Linked DNA regions of Macaca mulatta: region 1 is linked to region 2. The links are chromatin contacts, called in public Hi-C maps. All regions are on one chromosome and are shown on one strand. Each heading gives the region's core, a stretch centred on a gene start, on an enhancer-like site or on the middle of the called end of the contact. The rest is flanking DNA. Distances are from core to core; before and after follow the strand shown.

Region 1 (2,849 bases), core at 18-2,517, 80 kb before region 2:
CAGAGACCCTGTCTCAAAAAAAAAAAAAAAAGGGGGGGGGCAGGATGGGGGAGGCTCAAATCCTAACCTACCACACTTTTTTAACCAAACATTAGAAAAAATTAATGCCAAGATATTTTTGTGGTTAATCCTCAGTATCATCTTGCTACAAGGTGCACTGTTACAACTCTCAAACTTTCACAAGAAAACGGCAGTGTCCCCACAAATCAACCAATTTTTCAATTAAAGAGGAGTCTTGGTGTGATAGAAAGTGAAGGAATTAGGTAGAACTGAGAACTACTTCCTAGATCTTGCTGGGAATATCCTGATTCACTTATCCAAGGGGCCTCATGTCCCTCGTGCGGAATATGAAAGACTGTGGATCTTCATCCTGGCTCTAACAACTGTCTCTTCATAAATTCATGGCTAGCTTCCACAATTTACAATAGTATAAGAGGAGGGAGGCAGGATAAATTCCGCCCACAATCTTGAGGACGCTGAACATGCTTTGGTTCATAATTTGACAGAAATGACATTTTTTAGATGGCACAGTTACAGTAGAGGGGGGAAGCCCGTCTTGCTGGTCAAGGCTGACTCAAACTTTGCTGGAAGATTTACTGCCTGGCTTGTACAGACACCGCTTGTGTAATAAGGCCATTCCCTCGTACTCAAGTGGTTAAACATCAGGCCCTGCTGCCCAACTGTGTCCCCAATCCAAGGTGCACCCTGGGGGCGCTGAAAGGCCAGGGGGCGCTGGGGTGAGTGCGGGGTTGCCCCTGGAGTTGGGCCCTCCAAAAGTCCTCGGAGTCCTAACTCCAAAGCAGCATGCCGCGGTCCCAAATACTCTTCCCTTCAGCGCAAGCTCTTCCCCACCTCTTCCTAAATACCGAAAAGGGCGCTGAACCCGTTCATCAGGAGCCGGGGAGAAAGGGAGGTAAGGCAGAGGGGGGTACTCGCGGAGTGGCGGCCGGAGAAGAGGACAGGCCTTTAGGACCAGCCAAAATATTGGTTTTTAAGCCCCAGCCCAAGCGCAGCACCTCCCGAGAAAAGACTTCTTCGGCCGTCTGGACAGAAGAAGCGAGCGGCCGAAAGAAGGACAAGGGGGAGGAGGCGTGAGGTCCTTACCCGCTGCAAAGCTGCCGGCTGCCGGCCGCAGCCGCCGGCTCCAGTACCGGAGACCGGAGGCAGCTCCGAGGAGCCGTAAGGAGGCTGCCATGCTGCCCCCGCCCCTCCTCCCCGCGGTGACCGCCGCCGCCTCCTGGAGGGCCCACAGACGGCGAGCGTGTGCAGCGGGACTAGCTGGCTCGGCCACGGAAAAAGCCGCGCGCGCACGCGCTCTCACCGCTCGGGGGCGGGTGCCCACGCGCGACAGAAGGAGCGCGGAGCCGAGAGGAGCGGCCTGACGCGGCAGAGCCTGTCAATCCCCTTACGGACAGGGAAACAGACCAATCAGAACTCCCAGATCCGCCGCTGCGCGAAGGACCAATAAGAGGTCTTTTTGAACAGTGGCGTCAGGCGCCCTGGCTCTGCCCCCAAGCTCGTGCCTCATTTACAGCCTGCGGGCGGGAGTCTGCTTGTTTACCAAAGCAGAGGGCGTGTGGGAGCAGGTGGCCGTCTCTGGCTCCCGCCTCTTTGGAAAACCTGTCCCCAGAACCGTCCTGCGGAGAGCTGTATTGCGTGTTTAAAAGGACAAAACTGACTCGCAGCTTGAAAAACACTCAGAAAGCTACCATGTGTGTAATAACTTTTAAATTCATTTGATTTTGTTTAACACAACAGTTTCTCAATAAATTCTAAAAATAGTAGGAAAAGAAGTTGGTAACATTATCTTTGAAGGGAAGAATTACTAGAAACTTGCACTTTCTATTTCAAGTATTTCTCTAATACTTGAAAATTCTACAGCCTAAATCCATTTTGTAAGCAAAACTAAATATAAAATCCAGAAAGTAGTAGTATATGTATGTGTATTAGAAAGACAGTCCTTTTTTTTTTTTCCTTCTTTGGAGACGGAGTCTGTCACCCAGTCTGGAGTGCAGTGGTGCGATCTCGGCTCACTGCAACCTCCGCCTCCCGGGTTCAAGTGATTCTCTTACTTCAGCCTCCGGAGTAGGTGAGGTGAGACTGCAGGCCTGCGTGCGCCACCACACCCGGCTAATTTTTTGTCACTTTTAGTAGAGGCGGGGTGTCGCCATTTTGCCCAGGCTGGTCTCAAACTCCTGGCCTCAAGTGATCCGCCAGCCTCGGCCTTCCAAAGTGCTGGGGATTACAGGCGTGAGCCACTGCACCGTGCGGAGAGACAGACAATCATTCTTCTGTCAGTTCTTGGTGTACCTATTCGAGTCTGTAAACCCCTTGAGGTTAATTGCAGGCCTTCTCATCTCCACTAACTCCACCAAAGGGTTGGAAGTCATGACCGCACCAAAGCAAAACTATATAGCCTTTGGAGAATGGCGATAAAGCAGGAAAGAGGATGTGTATGGAGTAGGTAGGGAAATGCGAACCCCAATCTGAGGAGCACAATCAACAAATTTGACTTTGACCTTTTTTTTTTCACTCTACCCAGTAACCCATGGAGTTGAAAGCACAGGAATTGGATCATTTCCATCTGGGCTCTTTCATGTTTCTGGGCATGCTGGCAACGTTTCCAAAAACCTGTACAGAGTGCAAGGTCCCTATCTGTAACTGGGAGGAAAGTAATTCCCTTCTTTGACCATCTCTCCACCCCAATCCTCTACCCAACACTAAATGAAAAGAATGAAGGAAAGGGAGTGAGGGAGAAAAAACTCATTTCACCAATTAGACCCTCTCCTAGATTTGGGTCCCCACCCCTACTAGGGGTTAATTAGTTTCTGGAGCATTCCCCACCTGTG
Region 2 (3,080 bases), core at 46-2,545:
TTCACTGCTATGTTTACATTTCTTAAGGGACACAGTTATTTCTACTACCAGAAGGCTGCTACCAGTAACGCGAGTGATAACTTAAGTTGATTATTCACACCGTTTTCTTCATCCATAAAATAAGGAGACTGGGACTAAATGACCTGTTAAGGTTCTTCTGAAATTCTATGATCAAGTATACTACCCAGCACAAGATCAAGTTAAAAAATGTCAATACATAGGAAAGAAATCAGTCTGTAAATACTGAGAACCTGTATTATCAAAGCTAATGTCTTCTGAAATAACTGGAAGTAAAGATGAAAGTATATGAAAGATAATTTTGAATGTTCTGTATTTAGAATGTGCTTCAACATTTAACGCGATCTAATTTACGTACCTTTCAGGTGCTATTGCAAGTTTTATCAGGGTTTTATGGCAACAGACGAATATGATGAATTCGAATGGGACACACTGGCTTCTGTGAAGTTAGGATTCAAACTGAATGTCTAATATAGGAAGGCAATACATACAAAAGGCAAAAGTGATTTTAGAAATAACAGAACGCGGGACAAAATTCACACACGGAAAATGATATGGCTAACAAAAGCCGGTAACTCACAAAAATGCGGGTAGAAAAGAGGCCTCTCTGCTGGAGCGAGAACAAATAGAATCAGACGGCATTAGAACTGAAAGGCTCCTAGGAGCTTTCAGTGAACAAAACTTCGTAGTCAAAAAAGCACAGGACTGGGCCAGGAGTTGAGAGACAATCCTGGAGTTTAGGTGTTTGCAGCCCTAGCCGTGTGGTAACTCCCTTGCTTCTCTGGCTATTTCCTTATCTATAAAATCGGTGGGTTAGTTTAGGCCGACTGAGACGCAGGCAGGGACACGGTACTGTTCATGGACCTCTGAGCTGCCCTTTCCACATCGCGGTTGAGTTACTTAAATCTCTGGTGTGTTTCCCCATTTCGTATGTCAAAATAATAACATACAATCAGAATGTAAATCCAGACGCATTGTTTTTCTGCGATTAACTTGCTGAGCGAAAATGGCAAAGACGAACGAAGGAGAGAACCATTCGGCCTGCGAGAGGAGGCACGCCTGGGTCCAGCTTCGCGTCCCGCGGCGCAGTAGGCTGGGGGCGTGTCGTCGCGGAGCGGCGGGGCGAACCCTCCAGGAGGCGGAAGAGACCGCCCCGTGGGCGGAAGTGACGCAAGGCCTACTGTCGGCTGTGAGGGTAGGTGTAGCCGGTCTTTGGGGGTAGGCGGTGGTGGCGGAAGAGGTTCAGCGGCTGATGGCGGATCAGGATCGGAAGCCTGTGTAACTTTCTCCCTTGGTCCGGGAGTCTTTCCACTGGGTAAGGCGCCTCCCCGGTCCACCCCAGCACCTTGTGCGGGTCGGACCCCAGCTGCATCTCTTTTAGGGCTCGTGCTACACCCCTCTGCCCCTGTACTGTAGGGGCCTGGCCGGTCTCGGGAGAGGTCTCAGTGGTGACGAGGCTTTCCTTCCCGAGAACAAACCTTCCCTTCCGGACTGCGATTGTGACGGGGGTGTGGGCGACTCGGATCAGCCGTAGAGTTTTGGAATAGCAACGGGTGGCCGCCCCACGCGGAGGGAGGCCCGCGGGACAGGTCTTCGCGATTTGGGGGAGGCGTGTGGGACGGGTGCCCTTTGGCTGGGGACGAGTGACGCTGGCGACCCCCGAAGGAAAAGCTTCTGGTGTCCAAGGCTCAACTCTGGGATGACTGTTTTGAGGTCCCTGTGGGTGTTACCGGCGCAGTAAGCTGAGAAAACACGTAGGTCGCGTCCGAGAAGGACGCTGGGGTTTGCCTCTGCGGAGAGAAACCCAGCTGTTTTGGTTTGAGTCGCCGGTGGCGAAGGGGGCGGAGACTCCCTGCGCCGCCTACTTTTGAGGGCCGCGGGCGGAGTTGGCTGTTCCGGCTGATCTCCTGCTTCACCTGGAATCCTTTCCCCACCCCGCCCCAACACACCCCGCAGGTTCGCGAGGTGTGAACTAGTCCCGACCGACCTGCATTCCTCGCTTAGAGAATCTGTGGCTAGAGTTTAGTGTGCGCGTGTACACCTTATTAGTAAAAAATAGAGCTTAGCATGCGTTTGTGTGGGTGTGTGTACACACCTTATTGGTAAAAGTTTTGTTGGACAACACTGGCATATGACTTTAGACGTACAGTGTTAGATTTCCGATTTCACACAGTGGTTATGAATTGCTATTATGTCAGGCTTTAGATGGGAAAATCTTAATTGTTCAACTGTCTGCATTCTGCTGATGTTAAAATTTCTACGTGCTGTGCACGAACAATTACTAGTTACAAGTTTGGTGCTTAATTCCAAAAGGATTTAAAGAGATCATTTGAATAGAAACTAAAAGTGGGTTGATTGTCCTCAGTGCTTTTCGGGTTTAGAGAAGGAGCTGAGGACAGCCTTTCTCCTTCGTTCTGTTCTTTTCAAGGGTAAACTTGAAGTATTGTTTGATGATGCCGACTTCTAATAAAGTTTTATTTATTTTTCAAGCTGTTCAACTTCAAAGAACATCTTACTGTATTTTTTGTTTTATAGCCATCACGTTCTTTTTTTTTTTTTTTCCTTGAGACGGAGTCTTGCTCTGTCTCCCAGGCTGGAGTGCAGTGGCACGATCTCGGCTCACTGCAACCTCCGCCTCCCAGGTTCAAGCGATTCTCCTGCCTCAGCCTCCTGGGTAGCTGCGATTACAGGCGCGCGCCACCACGCCCGGCTAATTTTTGTATTTTTAGTAGAGACGGGGTTTCTCCATGTTGGTTAGGCTAGGGTCGAACTCCTGACCTCCTGATCTGCCCGCCTCGGCCTCCCAAAGTGCTGGGATTACAGGCGTGAGCCACTGCGACTGGCGCATCAAGTTCTTAAATTGTAGACCGCTGTTTGTAGTTCTCACTGCAGCGATGTTTGTAGAATTAACCAGTAAATATCTTTTCCATAACAAAAGTAAAATTTTGGAATTCAGAGTTTCAACCTTTTTAATGATGTTGAAATAATTATGGAAGATCCTAACGATGCTCCTTGTATACTTCTTTTGGGGACTTTATTGTATTCTTTTGGAATGGATATGT

The links. A called contact is a pair of places that touch in the nucleus more often than the background predicts.
Region 1: a contact with region 2 is called in a Hi-C map of liver, with 2.0 times the contacts expected there. The contact joins the promoter of HIBADH here to the promoter of TAX1BP1 in region 2. A contact is called at or near these places in 3 of 14 Hi-C or Micro-C datasets (CD4 T cells, fetal cortex germinal zone and liver).

The regions. Positions count from the first base shown.
Region 1 is chr3:100,682,742-100,685,590 of T2T-MMU8v2.0, reverse strand. It overlaps HIBADH (3-hydroxyisobutyrate dehydrogenase), which reads right to left and starts at 1,267. Exons shown (of 9, transcript XM_077996983.1): 1 at 1,105-1,267.
Region 2 is chr3:100,602,286-100,605,365 of T2T-MMU8v2.0, reverse strand. TAX1BP1 (Tax1 binding protein 1) reads left to right here and starts at 1,295. Exons shown (of 17, transcript NM_001266932.1): 1 at 1,295-1,333.